2 separate regions of the Capra hircus genome follow, and region 2 is linked to region 1. The links are chromatin contacts, called in public Hi-C maps. All regions are on one chromosome and are shown on one strand. The core of a region is the stretch at or near the end of the contact, and the rest is flanking DNA. Distances in the headings are between cores, read along the strand shown. Region 1 overlaps TMEM44 (transmembrane protein 44). Region 2 holds the start of ATP13A3 (probable cation-transporting ATPase 13A3).

Region 1 (3,922 bases), core at 751-3,250:
AAGATTTGGATTAATCATACTTCTTAGGGACAGTCTCATCTACTACTTCCACTAGAGGGCACTCTTCTGAAATTTTAGGTTGCTGAAGATTTTGGAAAGGCGGTTTCAGGGTTTCATTTCAAACCTAGTTGGAGGACTCCAGCTTCTTTATTTGTTTGCTTACTTGTTTGCTTGTCTTTAAATACACTTTTTCTTTGGGAATAATTTTAGATTTACAGAAAAGTTATAAAGGTGGTGCAGAGAGTTCTTGTTTACCTTCACTCAGTTCCTCCTAAGATTAACACATTGCAGCACCATGTGTCAGAACTGAGAAATTAACATTATTACAGTAGTACATTACTGTTACCTAAAGTACAGACTTTATTTGAATTACACCAGTTTTTCCATTAAAATGCTTATTCTGTTCCAGAATATAATCCAGTATATCACACTGAATTTAGTAATTTTTTTTAAAACAAACTACAAAACTCACTGTGGTAATCACACATCACCAATTATACTTTACATGAACATGTATATTTTCTAAAGAAAGATGAAGGTTACCATTCTTTCTTTCACCTCTCGTTTCACTTCCATTACGTTTGCAGAAGTTATGTAACTTTTTCAATCCCTATGTTGTCATCAACATTTCCGTCCTTTGCACTGTATGAGGAACCATCATTTTTAGTAATTTCGTATCTTCTCCAATTAATCTTTTTTTTTTGCAGTTTATGTTCCCTCCAGTAGGATGTCATTAAAAAATCAATGCTGTGGAATGATAACAACTTTGTTAGGTGTAATAATGGCATTGTGCTTAGGATTTTTTTAAAGTCCTTATCTATAAGATAATACTGAAGTATTTACAGACGACATTATTTACTTTAAAATACTTAAGCCAATGAAAGCTTGGGGAGCTAGAACAAATGAAGGAGGGTGTGTCCATGGGTGTTATTGTTTTACTTTTGTGTATGATTGAAAATCTTATAATTAAAGAGTTGTTCAAAAGAAAAAGGCGTGGCACAGCTGAAGTCAGCGGTGACTCAAGTTTTTGAAGTACATTCTGTCCTCCTGCAAAAAACGGGAAGGGCTTCATGGGGGAGGATGGGAAGGCGGGAGAAGAGGGAGGAACTGGGGAGAAGACTGTCAGGCTTCCTTTTGCCTCACCCACCCCATATTCTGCCCTCTCTCCTGCTGGGGCCACCACATCCTGCCCAGGGAGGGACAGGGAGCTTGTGTGGGGGCACGGACCAAGAACCCAGCTTTGGTGCCCCTTCTCTGCCCTCCTCAGAGTCAAGATGGGGTCTCTGCCCTTTGCTCTGGGCCTACCAGGTGCCCTGGGTGTGAGCTTGCGGCAGAGCTCTGCCAGCACAGCCTGGGGCACCTCCCTGCCTGCTCCGCCCCTTCCTCCACCTCTGTGGAACTCCACCCGCAACCCCCCACCCCCACACATAGCTGAGCCCCATCTCTGGGCTAGCAGTTATCAGCAGACAAATAGAGGGGTTCAATAAAGTTTTTATAATCTTAATTCAGATAACACAGCTACACACACACACACACACACAAACACACATGTCCCGGGCACTGCAGGAGGTGCCAGAGGAATGAGAGCAGATGGCAAAGTTACCCTTTAAGAACCTGAATCAGATATATTTGAGGTTTGGGGTGGAACCAACTGTACAGTAAAGGCTGATTAAAAATGAATCTTGGGTGGTAGCAAATACCCTGGAGTTTCAAAGTGAAGATTTTATTTGCATCTCTTTTTCTTAGTTTTATGGTTTCGAGTTGACTCATCTCAGCCATGTGGTTAATAAATGGAATCTTCATTGTTATGTCTAATAATAATAAATCCTAATAATAGTAATTTAAAATCTGTATAGATGATAATCTTTTTCAAGCCCTTCATAATTATCACAATTATCCTAGTGACCATTTAACTAAATTGGAGCCGCTAGTAGCTGCTGCCTTCTTGCTTGCTGAAATCAGCTGTTCCTTTGCCTCCAGCCCAATGCAGGGCCAGGCTTCTGGCTCAAGGAGCTGATGGGCTGGCGCTGATCTCTGCTCTGCTCCGTGATGGTGGCAAACTCTATTCAACACTTTTTTTCTTTATCTCTTTTTATTCTGCAGCAGAAGTATTGGGAAGCCCTAATCTCGGAGCAGGTATGGACAATTGTGCTCTCTCTTTACTCCAGAAGGGACTTCCTGTGGCTTGATTTCAGTTCCTGTTTTTGTGAGCCCCTCTTAGATGGCTGGGCCCCTGCCAAATTCCTCTAGGGGAAAAAAATCTGAAAATAAGAGGAGAGTCTGAAAGTTGAGGTTCTTTCCAGGTTCTTTCAGTTCAGAGTTCTTTCTGCTTTGTCCAAACCATCTAGTAGGGATTCAGAGAAGATGCATTACCCAAGGAAGAAATGTGCTTGGAACAAGTCTCTGAACGGGAGGAAGCCCAGCAGCTCCCTAGTGGCAATGGTGCTGGGAGTGACTGAGAGAGCATAGATCAACATTCCCCCGTGTTGTCACTTGGAGACCTTGGCCAGCTGGCTCCTGTCTCCCTGCCATCCTCAACTCCAAGTGACAAATGAGCACATGATTCATGACAGCCACCTGTGCCTGTCACCTCCCAGGATTTTTTTTGTTTTTATGATCAGAGAGTAGATTATCTTCTGCTCAAATTCTCTGCATGCCTGGATTCCAGCGATGTTTTTATTACTTAAAATGACATTTAAAAACACATTATTTGGGGAATTCAGAAGGAAGAGATTTAAAACATTTTTGAAGGTTTTAACCCAGTTTAAAGAGTGCCTCATCAGAGTTTCTGTTTCCTGGCAGCTGAACTGGTCAGGAGTAGCAAGGATAACTCTTAAGAAGACATTTTAGGAGCTGAAGCAGTGGTTCTGATACATCAGGGTGGCTAAGAATCACCCTAGGAGCTTGTTCAAATGCCAAGCCTTAGATCCCAAGCTACAGATGGGGTCAAGGGAGCCTTTTTGATAAGCACCCTGGGCCCTCCTGGTGAGGCTGGTCCAAAACCAGATCTAGCACTTGGGTCTCCACTTGAAAATAGAATTCACCCAGAAACACACTGTCCATTCTTAGAGAACGGACCAGGCCCCTGCTTCCACTGCTAGGCGACTGGGTCTTGGAGGCTGAGGGGCCAGGGAACTCTTTTACTTGGCATTTCTGATAATGTCTGGAAGGGATTTGCTTAGAGGTATACCCCCAAGTCTGCAACCACAGGTAGATGAGAAACCAGCACCAGAAGGGCCTGACACAGCCCCAGACATGGACGAGGGGCTGAGCTGCCCCAAGCAGATCAGCTCGGGCCCTCACCAGCAGGGTGACTGGGAGATGAGGTGGTCATTTTAACGCAATGCTATTTCTCATGACCAAGTAGTAGAATCAATTCAGTTATTATCAGTAAATCACGAATTAAATTGGACTCTTTCTGTTCAGAGCTACAATTTGTGTTTTATAACTGGCAGGCTGCAGGCATTGTCAGTCAAGTGACTCAGGGAGCCTTGAGGACCTTGTCCTGACCTTCTAAGGACTGGATTGTTTGATTCATGTTTGAGCAGCTGGAGGAGCATTTTTCTTGAGTGCACATCTATGCCTAGCTCTATTTTCTTGCCCAAATAGATTGTCTAGCCTGGGCTGACACATCCTACATGGCCTTTGCTTGTTGTTTCCTGGGTCTTTTGATACCTCAAATGCAGCCTTGTGACTCAGAATCACCAGTCATAGAAACTCAGAAATGAGAGCTCATGTTATCTAGTTCCTGATTCAGACTCCCAGTTCACACAAGGAGAAATTAAGACCCACAGAAGAGAATTGAGCCTGACCCCCACATACCTCTGTGGCTGGAATCAGTAAGGATTCCCTTGCTTTTGGCCCGCATACAGAGCTTTCTCTCTTATCCATCCTATTAGAACAATAGAAGACTTTGGTACCG
Region 2 (3,922 bases), core at 514-3,013, 96 kb after region 1:
GAACTGTGGGTTCGGAGTCTTGCATATAAGGTGGAGACTCAGAATTAGTGGCACTTAAGGATGCCACCCAAGGAGGCAGAGGCCTTATTTACTGAGATGTTAGAACTGGAAGAATATACTCTTCTGCAAACCAAGAGAATGTTGAGATTCCAGAAGGTGGGAGTCATCTGAATTGTCAAATGTAGCAGAGAGACCCAGAAAGAGAATGCCTGCAGAATGCCACTAAGATTTGGGAGAGTCAGGGGTTCTCTTACCCAAGCAGGGTGAGGAAGGGTGTGTGTTGGGGAGAAGAGGGGAAGCTGGAATGCCCAGTGTCCAGAAATGAGGAAGTGGAGACAGCAGAGAGACCACTGTTTTAAGAGGTCATGAGAGGGAGAGGAGCCCTTGGAAGCTAACTGGAGAGGGCACTTGGAGTGAAGGTTGGGCACCATAGTTTTGTTTTTAGGAGCTAAGTTTGTTTAAAGGCCAAGAGAAAACAGCAAGGATCCAAGAAGCAAGGAGAGGTGAGGAAGGAAGCTTTATGGGCTCAACCCCACCAAGACAGCTTCTTATACTTTGCCCAACAAATACCACACTCCTTATCTCATTTACTCATTTGAGGGAGGAAACAGACGGTGAGACTGACCCCATGGGCTGGAGACAGGGCTATAGATCCATCTGGGTACAATGTCCGCCCACACCACGCGGTACGAGAAAGTACGCGTAAACTGTCCCCCTCCATGTGACGTAGGTGCCCAGGAGCAGCGTGTTCTTGGCTCCCGGTTAGGCGACATCGATGCCATGGGTATGTGCTGTGTCAGATGAGGTGTCACCACGTGCCGTGGATCAAGGGTAGCAACCCCCGACTTGTAGTATCATGCGCCAGGAACCAGAGCCTGAAAGCTCCCAAGGCCGGTACACCAGAGGTCGGGAGTCTCTTCCTTACTTCCGCCCCTGCAGATGGGAGTTCTGTTGGCCGCGAGGTGAATGACACTAACAGTGATGGCGGGGCCTGAAGGGCGCGGGCGAGAGTCTCAGGGCGAAAAGATGGCCGGAGCCCGAGGCAGCAGGTGGCTGAGTGCGCTCCTTGTGCGAGTCGCCCAAGGGACACCGCGAAAACCGAACTCGCTATTTGTTCACCCGGCCGGAAGATTTGTTCATCTCTGTGCCCCGAGATAAATCTTTTGCTAGGGGAAGTATTTAACTTGCATCCAGCGCTGTCGGAAGAAAATCCCTACCGCTGGAGGAGATGTAGTGGGAGCGTGGGAGCTTTCTCTTGGGTACGCCTTCCAATCCTCCTCCCAAGGCTGGGCACCGCTGAGTCGGTTGTTAAATGCGATCTATAGTTTTTGGTTTCTGCAAGGGGGAGTGTAATGTTAAGGAACTGCGAGCCGAGCCAGGATCTAACCTCCTCTCCATCATTCTTGTACAAGCTACCTCTGTGACCTTGACTCTGGGCAAGTCAGGCTAGGCCCCTCAATACAACTCGGTTTCCCTGTTCATAAAATGAGGATTTGGACTGTAATCTGGTGTTTGCACGGCGGCCAAGATGGCAAATATCACCTCCTCCCGCCAAAAAAAAATGCCGTCCTGCGTTAGAAACACCTACCCAACAGACAGCTCCTCTGCAGCGCTCTTCCTCCCTCTTTCTTTTCTGCTCCAGCCTCGGGAAGGGGGGCTAAAGGGGAAGATGTGGGCGGGGCCTGGTCATCGCCCCCGCCCACTCCGGCCCCGCCCCTCCCGGCGTACCCTCTGCGCCCCTCCGCCCTCCGCGCTGGATGAGGCAAGCACGTGACCTCACATCCGGCGCGGGAGTCCCGAGCTAGCAGCGCGCGCTCCCCTGTCCGCCCGCTGGCTCTCCCCGCAGCGTGATCCAGGCGCCACCGCTGAGGGGAGGGGGGTTCGCTTCGTCGCTGGCGGCGAGAGGCAGTTTCGGAGTGCAGAACGCCCCCCTCCCCTGCCTACCTCCCCCTGTCGCCCGCCCTTGTTCTCGCCCTGCTCCGGCTGCACGCAGCCGCCGCGGGCGCAGAGGAGGAGAGCGCGGACGCCCCAGCGCCCGGCTCGGCCCGGGCCCCGCCGCGGCGCCTCCCTCCCCTCACCCGGAGCCGCAGCGCGCGGCGGCGGCGGCTCCTCGAGCTCGAGCGACCCGCGGCCGCCGGCGCTGGCCGAGGGCGATGGGGCTGGGCTGAGGTGAAGCGGCGGCGGCGGCGGCTACAGCGGCGAGCCCGGCCCCGGCCCCACACGGCCCTTTGGCAGCTCCGGACGGGAGGCCGCCCGGGAGACGGCGCGGGGGCGCCAGGTGAGTGGCTCCAGCTTCCCCGTCACGGCGGAGGGCAGGGTGAACGGGGCGTGGAGCGGGTGGTGGTGGTGATGTGGGAGGTTGGAAGAGGTGAGTGGTATTGTTGGGGGTGGCGGGCACCAGGTGAGCTCGGGGTCGGCCTCCTCGGGCCGGAATTGGGCATCATTTTTCTGGGAAGGTGTGTGTAGGGTGAGGAGGGGAGCGCTAAGACTGCTGATTGTCTGGGACAGGTGCGGCGAGAAGAAGGGCTCCACGTTGTGGGTGTGAAGGCCTGGATGGACACGCCGCTAGTTGGGGAGGCAAGTGCGTTGGGGTTTGCGAGTGAGATGGTGAGGTGGTCCAGCGCTTTTAGAAAGTCCTGGAGATGGTGAGATCGAAGGTAGCGGTATTGGCAGGGAGCTTGATGGGTTTGCTTGGGTACTTACTGAGGAATCACGGAGTAGTAGCTTTGCCAGTCACCGCATTAAGCCGAGTGAGGCCCAGAGAGGAAAAGTGACTTAACAACTTGCCAAAGGCCTCTCACTTCGGCTCTGGAAACACCTAGGGCCCTTTCCTCCAGTACTTCCGTGACCGCTCTCTCTATAGCTTCTCCTTCTCCCCACGTCTTCGGAAAAGTTAGGTTCTGGTGGATGTGTGACCTGGGTTTTTTCTTTTTCTTTTGCGGCCGTGGGGAGCCGAGGGAATCTGATTTTGTTGTTTAGTCACCTAGTCGTGTCCGACTCTTTGCGACCCCCTGGACTGCGGCACTCCAGACCTGCGTGTCCCTCACTATCTCGGAGTTTGCCCAAATTCATGTCCATTGAATGGGTGATGCCTTCCAACCATCTCATCCTCTGTCGCCCTCTTCTTCTGCCTTCTATCCCAGCGTCAGGATCTTTCCCAGTGAGTCGGCTCTTCGCGTCAGGTGATCAAACTATTGGAGCTTCTTCGGCATCGGCCCTTGCCAATGAGTATTCAGGGTTGATTTCTTTTATGATTGACTGGTTTGATCTCCTTGTTGTCCAAGGGACTTTCAAGAGTCTTCTCCAGCACCACCAGTGATTGGGGACTGACAAAAATTCGGAGCTTCCGAATTTGGAAAGCTTTTGTAACAGGTGTTTATTATTCCTTTTCCCATAGATCTGACAGAAACATCCTTGGATCTTGGTGTCTGGACATAGGAGGTATGAATCACTCACATAATTAACTACTTTTAATCATCAGTGTTTTAGAGCTATATTTAGTGGTTATATTAGTGGAAAACGAATGGGCATGGAGTTGTAAACCTAGAAACAGAAACCTAGGTTTCCTGCACATGATTCCAAACTAAATGAGTAGAACATTTGTGTATGTAATGGCTATTTTGGATCTCTGAGTCAGGAAGTTAGAATTTTTTTAAATCTTTGAGAAATGCAGGGACGTTTAAGATTATTGCAAAATGAACAGTTTTCTGAAGACTGCTGCTAATCTGATTTGATTGTCTTTTGAAGGGTGATTACCTAGTTAAAAATGCTGCCTTTGCTTAGAATTCAGCACACGTTTATTAATTTTGTTTCAGTGAAATATATGTGGTATTCTTAGGTTTGTTGCTTTGCATAATAGGCTATAGTTGCCAAAGTAAAAGTTTGTGAGCATCCCATTATGGTTTAGCAACCCCTTTTCAAG

The links. A called contact is a pair of places that touch in the nucleus more often than the background predicts.
Region 2: a contact with region 1 is called in a Hi-C map of liver, with 2.3 times the contacts expected there. The contact joins the promoter of ATP13A3 here to the enhancer-like site in region 1. A contact is called at or near these places in 4 of 5 Hi-C or Micro-C datasets (blood and liver).

The regions. Positions count from the first base shown.
Region 1 is chr1:72,688,826-72,692,747 of ARS1.2, forward strand. All of the region lies in intron 9 of TMEM44 (transmembrane protein 44), which reads left to right. Among named protein-coding and RNA genes, the nearest start is that of TMEM44, 40 kb to the left of the region's middle. Within about 2 kb of position 2,001, at least 3 of the 5 cell types and tissues checked have an H3K27ac peak or open chromatin away from gene starts, as enhancers often do.
Region 2 is chr1:72,784,849-72,788,770 of ARS1.2, forward strand. It overlaps ATP13A3 (probable cation-transporting ATPase 13A3), which reads left to right and starts at 1,764. Exons shown (of 33, transcript XM_018046535.1): 1 at 1,764-2,278; 2 at 3,398-3,441.